Linked DNA regions of Sus scrofa: region 2 is linked to region 1. Evidence: chromatin contacts called from public targeted proximity ligation data. All regions are on one chromosome and are shown on one strand. The core of a region is the stretch at or near the end of the contact, and the rest is flanking DNA. Distances in the headings are between cores, read along the strand shown. Region 1 has its middle 80 kb from the start of EPCAM. Region 2 overlaps LOC110260018.

Region 1 (5,958 bases), core at 2,286-4,785:
TCAGTTCCCTGCTGTAGCACCAGTTCAATCTCTGGCTGGGAGAACTAGTATATGCCAAGGGCATGGCCAAAAGAGAAAAAAATATCAGAGTTTGGAAGTCACCTCAAGTTATGATTCAGTGACTAGTTAGCACTGAACTTCTGAATGAGAAATGGAGAGCTGTTAGTAGCCAGATATGGCAGGGGCTATAAATTTGATCTAAAATTTAAATGTTCTTGGAATTCCCGTTGTGGCGCAGCAGAAATGAATCTGAATATTATCCGTTTTTATCCTTGGCCTTGCTCAGTGGGTTAAGGATCCAGCATTGCTGTGAGCTGTCATGTAGGTCGCAGATGTGGCTCGGATCTCATGTTGCTGGGGCCATGGCATAGGCCAGCAGCTCTAGCTCTGTCTCGACCCCTAGCCTGGGAACTTCCATATTCTGTGAGTGGGGCCCTAAAATAAAAACAAACCAATAAATAAATAAATAAATAAAACAAACTTAAATGTTCTATTCTAAGGACCTGGCTCCTTCATTATGGGGAGCCAGAAACTTTTCTTCTCTGACTGGCTCCTCAAGAAGGGAGGGTGTGCCTGCAGTGGAGCAGGTTAAACATTTTGGAGCTCCTGTTGTGGCTCAGTGGTTAACGAATCCGACTAGGAACCATGAGGTTGCAGGTTCCATCCCTGGCCTCACTCAGTGGGTCAAGGATCCGGTGTTGCCGTGAGCTGTGGTGTAGGTTGAAGATGTGGCTTGGATCCCTCATTGCAGTGGCTCTGGCGTAGGCCAGCAGTTACAGCTCCAATTAGACCCCTAGCCTGGGAACCTCCATGTGCCACTGGTGCAGCCCTAGAAAAGACAAAAAAAAAAAAAAAAAAATTTACTACATCTCAGGTGTGAAGTCTAGCATATATGGTCCCAGTGTCAGGACACAGCCCCTACAATAAAGCTGAGGAGATCAGGATAACCTGTCCAGAACCCAGTGACTTTGAAGGAAACTTAAATGTCCTAGCCTCACTTTTTCCATCTGGCAAATGGACATAACCTCAGAGGGCTGTTTGGAAAACCTCAAATGATCGTGGAGGAAGGACACAGCAGTGAGGGTGGAGCGCTACCCTGAAGTGACCTATAAAGCAAAGTCTTAAAGGCTGAAAATCCTCCTTCCCTCCATGAAATCCCAGGTTTTCCTGCTCTTACCCCACTCACCCAGTCTTTCCCAAGACCATTTCCAGCAGGGACGTGTACCTCTAAACAGGAACTGACGAAGGAACCACTCACACCAAAAGTTTCCCAAGCTCCTAGTCCTCCTCAACAACAACACACAAACACACACACACACACACACACACCAGACAGCCAGCCAGCTCTGGAGCTATAGTATGTATGACCAGTCCTATGAGTCACCTGGATGAAGTGAGGACTCAAGAAGTACTTATCAAATGAATGAATGAATGATGAGGGAACAGGTGAGTGAGTGGCTGCATGAATGGGCAGACACACCCTTAAAGAATGAGACTAATTCCTAATCCAGGATGCTGAGTGCTCCCAAAGAAAGTCATTTGGGACTTTCCTAGTGAGTGCTCCATGACAGAGCCACACCCTCTACTTTTTCTCAAGCCCCATATGTCTTTTTTTCTCCCCAACTTCATTGGGGGGGATTGTGTCCTAGACTATTTGGGGATCATATGTGCTAAACTCTATGCCTGGTATGTGATAGATGCTCAATAAATGTGCAATGAAATGAAGCAGGAGAAAGATAAATAAGATTTGGACCCTGTCTTCCAAAAGTTTACATTTTTTTTTTCTGTCTTTTTAGGGCTGCACCTGTGGCAGATAGAGGTTTCCAGTCTAGGGGTCCACTCGGAGCTATAGCCATCAGCCTACACCATACCCACAGCCACGCCAGATCCAAGCAGCTTCTGTGACCTACACCACAGCTCACAGCAATGGCGGATCCTTAACCCACTGAGCGAGGCCAGGGATCGAACCTGAATCCTCATGGATTCGTTTCCACTGAGCCACAATGGGAACTCCCAAAAGTTTACAATTTAGTGGGAGAGAAAGGATAGGTACATAACTACTATATGACAAAGCACCACAGATAACTGGTATCAAAAAAGGGCCAAGGAGTGTATCCTATATAGGAGGACAGAGCTGAGAAAACTTACTCTGGGCTGAAAAAGTGAGGGACTGCTTCGTGAACGAAAGGAATAGAGTTTGAGGCAGGACCCTGAAGGAAGAGAAAGATTTGGAGGCAATGGAAATGGTGTTGCCATAGGGGCAAAGGGGAAGGGCCACTCCTAAGAGGAAAACCAGGTCAAGTTAGGTTCAGAAAAACATGAGTAGATTTAGTGTAGCTGGAGAGCAGATTCAAGCAGAAGCGCATACATGCATCCTAAGTATGTTGTGTGGCAAGACTGTAGAAGCTTTGAATTCAAGAGGAGAAGAAATTTGGATCAGAGGCTAGTGAGGGTATTTGAGCAGCAAAGGGAGGTGAAATGAATGCTGTGAGGTGTGGAAAGATAGTCTTGGGGAGACAGACAGGTAAGGAACAAGGTAAGTGGTCAATCTTGCTGAGAGGTCATGTGCCAGCCCAGAGCCAGCCAGAGCCAAGTCTTGGGCAGAGAGACTGACTTTCCATTTCTTTCTTTCTTTCTTTCTTTTTTTCTTTTTTTTTTTTTTTTTACAGAATAAAATACATATATTTAAACAATTACATTCACACTGATTATTATATCATGGATCTTAAGAAACATATTAAGTGACTCCCTATGGAGAAGTGGAATGGAAAATATGCTGAGACAAATAGGAAATTTATTCTATACTTTATCCCATTTTGTATGGCTTTCATGTTTATTATTTAGTATTATCTATTACATTTCAATTTTTCTTTAAAAATTAGCATTATATTAAAATTGTGTGTATTATGCAACTAAAATTTATAAAGAAGAAAGCCTTATATACCATTAAATATTTTATATAGCATAATAAAAATAACTGGTAAGAATAACAAAATCCATTTCTTTCTTTTTCATTCATTCAAATATTGACTGGTCCCAACCAGGCCCCGCACAGACAAACAGGTAAAGAGAACAGACACCTTCCCTCCTTTCCCAGGCCCAGGACACTACTCTTGGCTCAAGCGCCCAGCCCCAAGATTTGGGGCCAAGCGGGTCAAGGGCGAGGACCGGGTGTGGGGGGAAGTTGGCTCTGATCTGTCACCTGCAGCTTCTTTCCACAAAACCTCTACTCCCAGGCCCAAGTCCTCCGGTCACAGCCTAGCCAGACCTCCGCGCCCGCGCCGGCCACACCTGGAAAAGAAGGAATTGCGGGAAAAGGGGGTTGGCCTATGGAGGGGGTGGTACAACCGGAAACAGGGCTGGGCGGCGGGGGAAGGGAGCAGAGGATGGCTGAAGGATGGCCTGGGAAGGCGCTTCCCTAGGACGCCTGCACACGCCCAGAGGCTGGGCGAGCGCTTGGGCGGTGGGGCTGTGGGCTATGGGGAGCGGAATCGACCACGAGGGAGGAGGGGGAGGCCAGACTCCGGCGCGCCGAGCGGGTCCTATGCGCCCCCTGCCGAGCGCCGGCCTCCGCTGCACGCGCGGCCGCCGCCCCTGCGTGCGGGGACCCGGACCCCGCGGGCGGCTGGCACACCCCGGGAACCTCGCCGCCCGCTCAGGCCTCTCTCCGCGTGTCTGCAGTCTCTGCGCTCCTTCCTGGAAAAAGAAGGTGGGAAGCGGAGCCTTTTTTGTCATAGAAATAGAGGCGCTCCCGGAAGTGCCCTAGCCTAAAGAATGTTAGGAGCTGGCCTTACCAGGTGCTTGAAATTCTACCGTTAGAGATTCCATTCTTTGGAGGGGTGGAGTGCTGACATCCGCAACTTTTATTGGATAGTTTAACGCTGAGGATTTACCAGATATGCCTGGGGAGGGTCTTGGAAGGAGGAGGTAGTCAAAGTCGTTGATTCCTTGTCTCAGCCAAGCTTTTTATTAGTGCTCATTTGCCAGGGCCATCCTGAAGGTGACTCAGAGCCAGCAGTCGTATTGCGGCAGTGCTGGGACTGTGAAAGGCTAGTTTCTCCTGCCATGCTTTGCCTTTTATTAATCGCTGGATAGTTGAGGCCCCCTCCTCCAGGAAGTCTGCCTTGACTTTTAGGGGTATATATGGTTACAGGCAAAGTTGGTATCTTTCAGTTGAGCAGGCCACCTTCTTGGTTTATTTCCCATGAGTTCTGTCTGGTTTCTCCAGGCTCATTCAATGATTAGGGCCAGAAAACCCTCATCAGCTGTGGCACTTCTCTAAAGGAGAAGAAGAATATAATCTAAAGAGAACAAACGAGCCGATTTCCTGACCAATCAAGGATAAGCTCATGCTGTCCTCAAGGACCATTTGCATCTGGTCCCATGTTACATATGGCCTTCATGAGCATCCACCATGGACAGTCTGTTTTCCAGAGAGTAGCCAGGAGTCCCATAAGATCATGAATGCTCATAAATTTAAGTTAGATGGTCTCTCTTCTCAAATCCTTGCAATAGCTCCCCATCTCCCTTGGGGTAAAAACTGAAGCTTCCATCCTGGCTTGAAGGTTCAAGGTGCTCTGGGCCCCGCTGCTTACTAATTTCTTTCTTTCTTTCTTTCTTTCTTTCTTTCTTTCTTTCTTTCTTTCTTTCTTTCTTTCTTTCTTTCTTTCTTTCTTTTGCTTTTCGGGGCCACACCTGTGACATATATGTGTGTGTGTATATATGTATATATATATAATTTTTTTTTTGCTTACTAATTTCTCAGAGCTCCTCTCCTAACAGCTCTTCCCCTCACTTGCCACTACGGCCATATTGGCCTCTTTGCTGCTGTCCCTTAAACTCATCAGACACACTCTCACCCTTTTTGACACTTGCCTATTCACCCTGCATTTTGACACTTGGCTATTTCCTCTCCCTGGAATGCTGGTTCCCCAGATTGCTACGTGACCCACTCCCTCACCTCCTGCAGGTCTCTCTTTGTTTATTTATTTATTTATTTGTCTTTTTGCCATTTCTTGGGCTGCTCCGGTGGCATATGGAGGTTCCCAGGCTAGGGGTCGAATCGGAGCTGCAGCCACCGGCCTACACCAGAGCCACAGCAACACGGGATCCGAGCTGCATCTGCGACCCACACCTCAGCTCACAGCAGCGCCAGATCCTTAACCCACTGAGCAAGGCCAGGGATCGAACCCGCAACCTCATGGTTCCTATTCAGATTCGTTAACCACTGAGCCATGATGGGAACTCCTGAAGGTCTCTATTTAAATGCCACCTTATGGCGAGAGGCTTTCCCCGACCATCCTGTCTAAAATAATACCTCCACCATCCTCTGTGCCCTTAGCCCCCTTAGCTTTTCTTCTAGCACTTATCACAACACGACATAGTATTTATTTCTGTATGTTGTCTGCCTCCCCAACAAGAAGGTAAGCTCCATGGAAACAGAGAACTTTATCTATTTTGTTCCCTGTCCAGCACCTAGAAAACAACCTGGCACATAGTCAGTGCTCAATAAATTTGCGAAATGACTGAATGAATGTGCCAGGCACTAAGCCAAAGTACTGGGACAGGCCATGAATAAGCCTGGGCTCTTGCCCTTGACGAATAGGCTGGCAGACGGGCAAATAATTACAAACCAGAGTGACGAGTGTTGTGTCTAAGTACAGACGTATGTAAAGTACATTTGAAAGCTCAAGGAAGGAAATCGTTCCCTCTGCCTGGAAATCAGAGGAAATCACGAGGATGACGTCACTGGGTGGGGGAGAAAAGGAAAAGGCGTTCTAAGCCGAGAGACGAGAAGGGCACGATCAAGGGCACAGGTCTGTGAAAATATTTGACTTGTTCAGGGGGTGTAGCAAGCAGGCTGGCCTGGCTGGGACGCAGGGCGTGGGGCAGGTGTGGCAGGAGCTAAGTTCCGAAAGACAGCTTCAGGATGTATTATGAATGCGGCTTGTTAGAATG
Region 2 (5,958 bases), core at 2,379-4,878, 92 kb before region 1:
TTTCATCCACTAAAATTGTGTCAACAAAGTATTAGCAACAAGAAAAGTTGGGCATCTACTATGTGCTGGGTATAATGATGGGCACCTGGGAGATAAAAAGACAAGGAAGACAATGGGACCACTCAGACCAGTCGGAGGTAAAGCTGGATTGGGGTGTGTGTCGTGCTTTATCACTGATGTGATCAGAAGGGGCCAGGCTTTAGGATGATCTAAAGCCTCTTGGAAAAAGAGAATTATCTTCCAGTGGGAAGTAGAAAATGACAAACTTGGGTATGGGGGGGGCGGTTAAGAAGAGGAGAGGAAGTTTGGGGTTTGGAGTGAGGACTTGGTAGACCAGGCCTTCTCACCATCCTTTACCTCAAGAGCCAGGCTCCCCTAAGATGGGAAGTTGATTTGCTTTCTGTCCTGACTCCCTCCGAAAAGCTACACATTTATGAGGCAATAGTTTAACTATTTGTATTCCTTTGCTAGACTTTGGAATTACTGAGTAATTCCCACTCAATAATTTCACTTAAAATCTTAAAGTTGGAGTTCTAGACTAGAAGGCTAGAAGGAAGTTCCCTTCGTGGCTCAGTGGTTAGCGAATTCAACAAGCATCCATGAGGACGCGGGTTTGATCCCTGGCCTTGCTCAGTGGGTTAAGGATCCGGCGTTGCCATGAGCTGTGGCGTAGGTCACAGACACGGCTCAGATCCCTCATTGCTGTAAGCCGGTGGCTACAGCTCCAATTTGACCCCTAGTCTGGGAACCTCCATATGCCACTGGTGCGGATCTAAAAGGACAAAAAGAGACCTCCCCCAAAAGTCTTAAAGTCAATAAATTTGAAATCAGTTCGGTCTATGGCCCAACTTTGATCCGAGACTCCCAATTCTCCTCACTGAAGACTGCTTTACAGTTGTTTCTATGGAGTGAACGTATTACTGTCATTAATGGGAATCATTTCTTCCCGAACTGACACTGGATGAAGACGTCCTCTTCACTAGACGTCTATATTCTTCAGTCTGGAGTTTTATGCTGTAGTAAAATAACAACAACAACAACAACAGCCACAAACAGAGCTTCCTTGGGAGAGGTAGAATCTTTGCACTTTAGGCAATTAGCTTTTCTAGCCCTTTATTTTTATTTTTTTTTTTTTTTTTTTTTTTTGTCTTTTTAGGGCCATACCCATAGCGTATGAAAGTTCCCCGGCTAGGGGTCAAATCGGAGCTACAACTGCTGGCCTCCACCACAGCTCACAGCAACGCCAGATCCCACTGAGCAAGGGCAGAGATCGAACCCACAGCCTCATGGTTATTAGTCGGGCTCATTACCACTGAGCCACGAAGGGAACTCCCTTCTAGCCCTTTAGACAATAGCTTTTAATACATTAAAATATGTCAACTGGCCTTGAAACAATGAAAATAAATGGCCTCCCAAGATCCTCTCAGTCTCAGCATCCTGAAATACTTCATGTAAATCCTAACTCCCCTTTTAGTGTTTTCATTTGTGCAGTGTGCTAGTCCAGCGGGCACTGGGCTGTGAAAGTTACAACCCTTTTGTGAAAGGACTGAAATGGAACAGGTTTTTACAATCTGGCAGGCTTCTGGAGGGCCACCTACCCCGAGGCTCCAGCTCTCCTGACAGGCTGCCTCTCTCTACAAGGCTCGCTCTCTGTAGCTTTCTGAATCGCAAATGCCAAATCGCCCCCCTGACTTTGAGGGCAGCGTGTTGGTAATTCTGTGGTATGCAGTGATCTAATACCCGGGGAGCCGGTTACCATGCAACCAAAGCTGAGGTCAATTATGCTTCCCCATCAGTGACCCACAGCAGCTCTCATGCCTTTCACTGTGGTCTATTTTGAAGAGCAGACACTTGAACATTTTTAAAGGGAACCAGAATTATCATTCAGATGATAAACTGCCACACAGACAGACATTCTCTTATGATTCATTGAAGTGCAGGTCTTAAGAGGTTATGCATTCCATCTCAGTGTATTAAAGAGAGTGAAGACAAATAGATCAGAGAACAAATCAAACCTTGCACATCAGAGATGCCAGGCTCAGCAGCATATAATCTTCTAAGGCTAATATATGGGCTGTATAACCCTACTGAGCAAAAAGTATGTTTTATTCAGGAAAACAACAAATCAAGTAATCTCTCTGTAGAAAGCCATTCACGGGTCATTTGGAAATTGAATCCATAATGTTTAATAGAGACTGTTTATACCAACAATGACCGAGTTGCAAATAAATAAAACTGAAAGCCATGATAAATTAGCTTCCTAGCCTTTATATGTTTATTACATTGTCATCATTCAAACCCACTGAAGTCAAATTTGTTTTACCAATCTCCTAAATTCAATCCAGTGAGCTCCTGGTCTTTATACAAAACCAATTCATATTGTCAAGTCACAGCAAGAAAAATTATTATGCTGTTTTTTTACCATCCAAAGGGACTTTACTAAGTGTAAGTAATTATACAAGCTTTTTACCATCCAGAAATCTATTATTTAGATGGGAATTCTAGTCACATGCTCTGAGACCCTTAAAATGGCAATGAAATAAAAAGTCGACCCTGGGGAATATGTCATACCCGACATGTTAAAAGGATCCCTAGGGCTTTCGTCAGGAAATAAAGAGCTGCGCTAGAGTTTTATTGAAAAATCGTGATGACAAAGCCTTTTCCATTTAAAAATCACAGTTCATCAGCATCATCAAATCAATGGCTGGAAATGAATGGAGAGGGTCTCCTTTTGCTCTCTGCTTGGCATCCAGCTTTGCGTAATGCATTCACCTCCCCGGCTGCAAATCAGGTCAGGAGACAGGTCCGAAAATTCCCCAGGACGACAGGGTTCCTGCTCGGCAGAGGCCCAAGTTGGGCTGAAGCCTCCCCTCTGCTGCCGGCTGCAGACCTACTTCTCACCGATCCGCTGTCAGTCTCTGGGAAGCCTCTTCGCCAGAAAATCCAAAGTGCCTTCCCTCTCGGGAGCTCAAACACACGCAGTCTTTCTTGGTGGCGGGGTCTATGAAGGCCTCAAAATGTTTATTCCTCCTAAGTTGGCATTAGTAAAGGCTGTGAGGTTTTTCTTAATTCGGACTTCCGCGCAGAAGTTGCTCCTTGAAACAAGACAAAGGAGACCCGGGGCCGCACAAGGCAGGTCTGAAGCAGGCTCTGTCAAAGCCAGGCACCTCAAGCACTCCCCTCTGCCTCCTTTGTGGGGCAGGGAAGGGAGCGATGGTGATTCCTCGCAGGGGAATGTGGGAGGAAAGGTAAACAGTGCCTGTGAACTGCCGAGAGCTGCCTGGTGCCAAGAAAGGAGCACTCTCCCCGTCCCAATCACAAGGCAAATATTTACTGACCGGACTCCATGCATAGCACTGTGGGCAGCAGGAGAGCAAATGGCCTCGCAGGCTGCAGGGATAGAGCTCCGGAGGCCTAGCTAGCCTAGCTGGGGAGTTGGGGGGGCACGGATTTCAGAGGCAGGAAACCCTGGTTTGAATGCTCTGACACTACATAACCGTAGCTGTCTCTGATTGAGCAACTGACTCTCTGAGCTTCAGTTTCCTCGTTGCACAGTGAAGGGTTACAGCGAATCTGCTGGAGGGTAACCGTCAGGGTGAGAGTCAGTGCCTGTCGATTGCCTGGCACGGCATAAACCTGTTTCCATCATCCCGCCCTCACTGTCCCCGCCCTTCCCGGACTCTGTATTGGACAGGAGGTTCTGCATCCAGCAATGCGGCCCTTCCCCAGGCTGGTCGTATTTCCATGTCAACATTGCGAGGTCCTTGAGAGCTGGAGCTACATCCTGCCGGGCTCTGCCAGTCCCCCAGGACCAGCCCCAGCTTCACGGTGGGTGCCTGAATCACACACAGACTGTCTGCTCAGAAACAGGAGAAAGAAGCCAGCCCCTCTCTCACCACCGCCCCCCACCCCCGCCCCTTCTCTCTCGCTCTCTCTCCTCCTCCTCCTCTGCTGCAGTCAGGCCTGCAGCCAGAAAAAGCCCAGTATCTCCCCCCATCATTTCCTGCAGCCTCCACATGCCTGAGCAGTGGCGGAGGGGACAAGACCGGGAGCCGCTCCAGACCAGTCCACGGCTGCTACCCGGACGCCTCCCCAGCCTCCCTTTGGGGAGTCTTCTGAGGGGCAGCGGAGGGCAGAGGCACCGCTCATGCAGGAGTTCAGACAGTTCCCAGCCACTCCTCAGTCTGCCCTCTCTCCCAGTCTTCTATGAAGACAGTGTCCCCAAATTCACAGCGACCTTCATCCTTGTGGCTGAAATCAGGGGGACAAACTCCCTTTCCTGAGAGCTCGCAGCCCAGGCGCTGGTTTATAAAGGGCTGGTTTAGTTCCTCCTCAGAACAGGAGGAAATAGGGTAAATCTTATTGGTCCCATTTTGCAAATGAGGAAACTGAGGCTAAGAGAGGTTAAGGCACTCCCCCACGTCACAGCCAGAAAATGTCTGAGCTGGGATTTGAGGCCGTCTGACTCCGAAGCTCACCCCCTTCAGCTGGCTGCCTGCTAGCAGGTGGCGGGGAGGGAGCTGACTCATGGCTTCTGATTCGTTCAGTTCTCTTTTCTGCATTAGCGTTGCTTCACCCTAATGAACAGATATTGCATTATGCACCTCTCACTTTGCAAAAACAGCCACATGAGGCTGCTTGCCTGCAAGCCCAAAGAGTCACATTTCCAGGTGACAGATAGGCAGAGTAGCTTGTGGGTAAGTTAAAAGAGAATGTTAGCATCCTTAGAGATCATCTAAATCAGAGATTCTTAAGATGGAGTTCAAGGGTAGACCTCAGGGGAATCTGTAAAATTTGTATATATAAGAATTTTCCTAGGGCCAGGGTGCAGAACTTTCATCAGATTCTCAAAGAGATTTTTAAGCTCCAAAGGGTTAAGAACTGTGCCCGGTCTGCCAACCAGACCTCAAATTCCCAGGCTCCAGGTCCATGAGGCAGCACAATTTGTGATCGAGAAAACCCAGAGCTAAATACCAGGAGCAGAATCTGAGCTCTGAATCTTCTGGCAAACATTTTAAAGACTCATGAATTATTAAAATGGCTAATTAAGTCAACCTTCACCGGAGAATATTTGCTTTTCCCCCTCATCACTGAGCTGACTGTGAAACTTGAGTTTGCTCCATCTGAAACACAAGGTCAGTTCCCTTTGTTCTTTCTTCACAGGTCTAGGAAGAACGAGGAGTGGCCTGCTGTGTTGAGTAGTAGCAGCCTGCTGTGTGCGCCTCGGTATACTGGGCTGGGCGGCTCTCAACCCATTTTCTCTCCTTTGCTGTACACGATTCAGCTCTGTGCAACTGCCTTCCCAGCTAAACCCCACACCTTCTGTTCTGTCAAGCCTCTCCCTCAGTGGCCCACATCAGCCCTGCCTGTTCTCACCTCTTCCCCTCTTACCAGGATATCCTGCCCCTGGAATGCTGTGAGTGAGGGACCTTGAACCAAAAGACATCAAGCAAGCCAGCATGCGTTCTGAGGTCGCACTGGCTCCCCTATGTTTTAGAGCTCATTCCCTCCCCTCCAAACCTAAATTGTACCTTCTGGACCGTGCTCCAACTCCACATCCTTTATGAAAACTTATTTCATCCATGTCAATTTCATCCCTTTCCAACTAGTTTAGAAACTCCGTGAAGGCAGGAACTTATGTTTTTCTCCTTCTGATCTATTTACTAATAGACTTTACACCCAGAAGAAAAGAAATCAGCTTGTTTCCACCTCTACAGCCTCTGAAGCTGACCACCTGCCAACAGGATCCACTGCAAAGTGAAAAGGGAGGGCCCTGGCCAGGGGTGAGCCAATCAATCTCCCCCTGCCCACAGGCCCACTGCCCTACCCCACCAGTCAACAGGTGACTCCCTGAGAGATTGCAGCCTCCATGCTGGCTGCACTTGGTATCTGGATCAGAGGTTGCCCACTGTGGCACTGCCAGCCAGGGGCAGAGACTGCTGCTACCTCGCCCTACTA

What was found.
Region 2: a contact with region 1 is called in a targeted proximity ligation map of alveolar macrophages. A contact is called at or near these places in 1 of 5 promoter capture datasets (liver), 2 of 47 Hi-C or Micro-C datasets (both in liver) and 2 of 2 datasets of targeted methods (alveolar macrophages and skeletal muscle).

The regions. Positions count from the first base shown.
Region 1 is chr3:93,262,013-93,267,970 of Sscrofa11.1, reverse strand. No RefSeq gene overlaps it. Among named protein-coding and RNA genes, the nearest start is that of EPCAM, 80 kb to the right of the region's middle.
Region 2 is chr3:93,354,596-93,360,553 of Sscrofa11.1, reverse strand. It overlaps LOC110260018, which reads right to left. Exons shown (of 3, transcript XM_021087545.1): 3 at 2,599-3,836. The coding sequence ends at 3,778. Among named protein-coding and RNA genes, the nearest start is that of CALM2, 14 kb to the left of the region's middle.